Linked DNA regions of Drosophila melanogaster: region 1 is linked to region 2. Evidence: chromatin contacts called from public HiChIP or PLAC-seq data. All regions are on one chromosome and are shown on one strand. The core of a region is the stretch at or near the end of the contact, and the rest is flanking DNA. Distances in the headings are between cores, read along the strand shown. Region 1 holds the start of CG16952. Region 2 holds the start of g (garnet).

Evidence for each region. HiChIP or PLAC-seq counts read pairs in DNA pulled down with a chosen protein or histone mark.
Region 1: an H3K27ac HiChIP or PLAC-seq map of the Kc167 cell line shows a contact between it and region 2, with 4 times the contacts expected there. The contact joins the promoter of CG16952 here to the promoter of g in region 2. A contact is called at or near these places in 13 of 107 Hi-C or Micro-C datasets (the D17-c3 cell line, the Kc167 cell line, the ML-DmBG3-c2 cell line and 5 more) and 1 of 6 datasets of contacts at active chromatin or transcription factors (the Kc167 cell line).

The regions. Positions count from the first base shown.
Region 1 is chrX:15,868,643-15,871,440 of dm6, reverse strand. It overlaps CG16952, which reads right to left and starts at 1,258. Exons shown (of 6, transcript NM_001298375.1): 1 at 953-1,258; 2 at 1-80. Gapdh2 (Glyceraldehyde 3 phosphate dehydrogenase 2) reads right to left here. Exons shown (of 2, transcript NM_080714.4): 2 at 1,780-2,798. The coding sequence ends at 2,107.
Region 2 is chrX:13,734,877-13,737,576 of dm6, reverse strand. g (garnet) reads left to right here and starts at 1,320. Exons shown (of 13, transcript NM_001272599.1): 1 at 1,320-1,635. The coding sequence starts at 1,537. Grip91 (Gamma-tubulin ring protein 91) reads left to right here. Exons shown (of 5, transcript NM_080180.4): 5 at 1-1,007. The coding sequence ends at 475.

The DNA of each region.
Region 1 (2,798 bases), core at 9-2,508, 2.1 Mb before region 2:
AGAGCCCCCAAAAGTTATTCATGTTTGCAGGAAAGTTTAGCCTTGAAAAATTTGTTTCGAGCCTAAATAATGTTGTTTATCTGGAAGATATTGTTTTAAAAGATATAAATTAGCACACACATGCACGCATACATGGCAACATATCGACAAAATAAACAACGAAAAGTGGGACCATTATATTATGTACATACATAGATTTTTGAGTAGGTGCTACATTGACCCACATATGTATGTATATATTTGAAACTAAATGGGACATTCCCACTTAGAAAAATAAGAAAATCACATTTTAAAGCTGTAACAGCAAGCATTTGCTTTGCATTTGAAGGGAATTTGTTAAGCAAAAGTAGAAATATTATGAATCTTTTTACAAACTTCCACTGTTACATTTTTGAAACCATTAAAAGCAAGCACTTTACATTCTAATATTTCGTTTCTCTTAAATCCACAAAATACATACACACATATATACTCTTATGTACACACGAAGTTGCCAATACGACAGTGCCATATGTACATATGTATATGTATGTATAAACAGTTCACATCTGCAGCCAAATACACATTCTTACAAGACTTTTTCCAGCATTTTTAACCGCTATTTAAATTGGACTATATTTTCCAAAACTCATTCATGAACAACATTGAAATGTTAAAATTACATGCACAAAAATAGATGAGCATATGTATAGAGAAACGCACTGTTGCACATGTGCAACTGAACATCTATTAAAATTTCTATACATGTGTACAATTTGCATTGAAAAACATTACAAGTTACGGTATAATGTTAACAAAGATATTCGAAATGTTTAGCCACCGTTTATAAATATTAATTATTAAAGCGTCCGCACGTATATCTCCAACATACATACATATGTATATACCAATATGTATACAGATTTATGTTCACTACGCACATACGTAAGATGTGAACTCGAGATGATTTTACCCGATGCACTTATGTTTCATTATATTTCGTTGGGGAAAATGTGTACCACACACACACTGCACAATCGTTAAATTCGCTCGGAAAACATACTCTTTGTTCGCCCCGTCAGTTTTACACAAGTTATGGCGTTTTCACTCGGTAACTTTCATTTACATTCATCAAGAACCAGAAGTCTTGAACTCTTATGCTGATTTGTGTCCGTTTGTTGCTACTGCATGTTGAATAATTCACATTTTATTTTAAGGTTTCATCAATTGATTATTTTATTTACATGCCAGTATTAAAATGTTCTGAAAATTAGTGTGCCCGTGTGAGAAAATTAATCGAAAAGACGGTATAGCAAGCGATTAAATATCGATAACGATATAATGGTGAAGTGCTGTTGAAATGATGCAGTCAACCAAAATATTTGATTATATTTGCCAATTATGCAAATATAAATCGGCAGAGAAACATTATTTTCTCAGAAATGTATCCAAAAAGCCAGGCTTACACAGACAATATGCCACCGTTAGTCTCTCCAAATATCGATAACTTCTGTTTATACATTGCTTCAACTGAAGGGTTTAAGGTCGCTCTTATCGAAATCTGTAAAAGCCCGATTTTTGCCGATAACAATACCATAGAATCAGGCTCATTTAAAATTATTTGAAAACTTTAACAAGTTATGTAATCATTCAAAAACCAATCGACTTAAAAAAAATATCGACACATTTCTGTTATATATATATTACTTCCAAATATAGCAAATGAAAAAAACAATTTAAAGTAATACTCATACTATTTTAGGTATTTCAACGGTTTATACCAAATAAAAAGGCAAAAATAAATATTTAAATGCTTATGAGTCGGCATTTTTAAAACTACACACAGAGTGAAACTTTATTCAACAACAGTAAACATATTTATGTGTATAATGGATGTATTATATTAATAATTTTCCAATGTGGCTGGTAATTGAAGAGCGAAAACAGTAGCATTTCAGAGCATAGCGCATATGTATGTAGGTGATGCTCCACCGGGGAGCAATATATATATAAGTTATGTGATGCCATTTTCAGGCCGTTTCTGAAGTGTCTCACCCCATTCTACCGCGCCCTAATCTTTAACTTTTACGTAGAGTGTGGGTGGGTAGTGTTCTTGGTGTTCCACATTTAATCCTTGCTCTGCATGTACTTGATCAGGTCGATGACGCGGTTGGAGTAGCCAAACTCGTTGTCGTACCAAGAGATCAGCTTCACGAACTTGTCGTTTAGCGAAATGCCAGCCTTGGCATCGAACACCGACGAGTGGGTGTCGCTGAGGAAATCGGTAGAAACGACCTCCTCATCGGTGTATCCCAGGATACCCTTCAGGGGTCCGTTGGCGGCCTCCTGAACCTTGGCCTTAATTTCATCATAGGACGCACCCTTGCCCAAGCGCACGGTCAAATCGACCACGGAAACGTTGGGAGTGGGCACACGGAATGCCATTCCGGTGAGCTTACCGTTGAGGGCGGGGATAACCTTGCCCACGGCCTTGGCAGCTCCAGTGGAAGCTGGAATGATGTTCTGGGCAGCGCCACGTCCATCACGCCACAACTTGCCGGAAGGTCCATCGACGGTCTTCTGGGTAGCGGTGGTGGCATGAACGGTGGTCATCAGACCCTCGACGATCTCGAAGTTGTCGTTGATCACCTTGGCCAGAGGAGCCAAGCAGTTGGTGGTGCACGATGCGTTGGAGACCACCTTCATGTCGGGCTTGTAGGCATCCAAGTTGACGCCGCAAACGAACATGGGAGCATCGGCGGATGGGGCCGAGATGATAACCTTCTTGGCACCGCCCTTCAAGTGAGTGGATGCCTTGT
Region 2 (2,700 bases), core at 71-2,570:
CAACAAAGCGAGTGTGGAGCATTCGCTGGAGGTGGTGTACGAGAACATTATCGAATTGGAGAAGTGGCAGTCGAGCTTTTACAAGGACTGCTTTAAGGAGCTAAATGCCCGCAAGGAACTGTCCAAAATTGTGGAGAAATCGGAAAAGAAGGGTGTCTACGGACTGACCAACAAGATGATCCTGCAGCGCGACCAGGAGGCGAAGATATTTGCCGAAAAGATGGACATCGCCTGCCGCGGCTTAGAAGTCATAGCAACCGATTACGAAAAGGCTGTCAGCACTTTCCTAATGTCTCTCAACTCTAGCGACGATCCGAATTTGCAGCTCTTTGGCACTCGGCTGGACTTCAACGAGTACTACAAGAAGAGGGACACCAATTTGAGCAAACCCCTGACCTTCGAGCACATGCGCATGAGCAATGTGTTCGCCGTGAACAGTCGCTTCGTGATATGTACGCCGTCCACTCAGGAATAGCGACCAATGTCCATGCAATCGGTTTATCCCAGTGTCCATACATCATACCAAATCCCAAATCCCATACAGCATCAGCACTCCATTCAGTTCAATTGCTGCTAAATATTTGAGATATCTCGATATCATTGGAGCCAATCCAACCAAACAAACTAATCCAATTATTAACTAAGCCTTCGAATCGAAAACAACCTCTATACATATATATCTCAAGCTTTGCCGTCAATCGCCTGGCTGCAAGCCATCAACTTAAGATATCTCCAATACAAAATTATTGAGTAGTTGTAACGAAAGTATTAAGCGACAATTTGTTTGTCGAAAAACGCAACGTTCTATTTTGTTTGCGAATCCCATAATTTTTTTTACATCGAAGCTTAGTTGAAATAGATTTTCGTAAGTGCATTTGCCAATTGCCATGTTGTAATTAAAGAGAATAAGAGAATGTTACGTACTTTAAAAGAATGTTTTAAAAAAGTTAATGTTTTGAACAGTTTTAAACCGTAATGCGAGCTCGAAATAAACGCAACTTGCATTGAAAGTTTCCGTCTCTATTTAATTATTATAAATTACAAAAATTTGGGTTATAAGAGTGTAATAGTTATTTATTCAATTATTGTAAATGCGTATAAAAAGAAAGCCGAAATATTCAGTTATTTATATTATTTCCTTCTCACTCTCACTCAAACTTTCTGATCTCAAAACGGTTTTGTAATCGAATGCGCAGCGAGTTATCGACAGTCCACGAAGCGGTTAACATTTCACCGCTAGCGAGTGCAGCCACCTACTATTCAGCGTAGCCAACCACCAACGTGCAGCAAACATCGATAGTATCGATTAAACACAAATTTGCGTACCACCTCTAGTTTGCGAGCGTATTAAAGTTAAAAAAAAAACGAAAACAAATCGGAAAAAGACGGAAGTGAGTGCTTTGTGCTGCCGCCGGTGATGTGCTGAAATCGCTTCGCCAAAATAGCCCAATTTCCCAATCGAGACACCGATTGCAAATCAAAGTAACGCCACGGAGTGCAGCAAAAAGAAAAACAAAAACAACAGCAACTGCAAACATGGCACTGAAAAAAGTGAAGGGTAACTTTTTCGAGCGTATGTTTGATAAAAACCTCACCGATTTGGTGCGCGGCATTAGGAACAACAAGGATAATGAGGTAAGCGTGCAGCCCCGCCTCCACCGCCCACCAAAACAGCTGTCCTCCAACTGCCACGCCCCCCCCAAGCGGCCCAGCTGTGCGTCCAATTAGAACTCGCTAATTGGCTGACAAATTTCGTTTGCATTAAGGGAATCTTATTAGAGTTTGGTGTGCTTGCATGTGTGCGTGTGTGTGTGTGTGGGTGAAAGTGGCTGTGTGTTTGTGTGTGTGAATGTTTTGGCATCTGCCAACAGTGCAAAAGGAAAAGCAGGAAAAGCTTGAAAAGAACCACAAAACCGAACGCAGAAACTCCCAACGCACCAAATTAATTAGCAAGTGGCTTTTATCAAATATTTACCCACGTTAATTCCCCCGCCGTTGGTCTTTTTATTCGGTCCTTATCAGAATGCTTGGCAGGATCGGCTAACGGTACTTGAGTTTTCACACGGAGAGAAAATTGCGTGTGATTTGCAAAAATAAAATTGTAGCTTCATTTGCTTCGATTGTTAGTAATTGCAAATATTAATGCAATAAAAATAATAATAAATAAATTGCCAAAAAATCAGTTTCCATCCAGTTATGGTTTGCATATCGTGCAACAAGAACAATTGAGAAATAAGAATATATGCAAGAATAACTAAGTTTGTCTACGTAAACAAAAAAATAAGTGGCTCTTGATTGAATTCGATTTCTATATCTTCCACTGCGCATTTCGATTGTTATTTTTGCTCTTGTGTGGTCCACTGTAAGCGCTGATTTACAAATGTGCTTAAAATTATAGCATTCATTCGTTTCAGTAAGATAAAAAAATAAATATTAATTGAAAATTGTGCATTTTTAATCTCAACTAAATGTTACTCATCAGCTAGCGCAGTTTCCATATAACTTTTCATGTAAACAACTTAAGGCGGCCATTATATTTCCATTTTGTACAGCACAAATGAAGAGTAAACAATCAAACTTTGTATATTTACATTCGATTTTATTAACAACTGCATCGGAATTAATGCAACAACACTATTATTCTACCCGCCACTGTATGATTTGGAATTTGTGTTTTTCTTTATTTTTGTTCTATTGCTG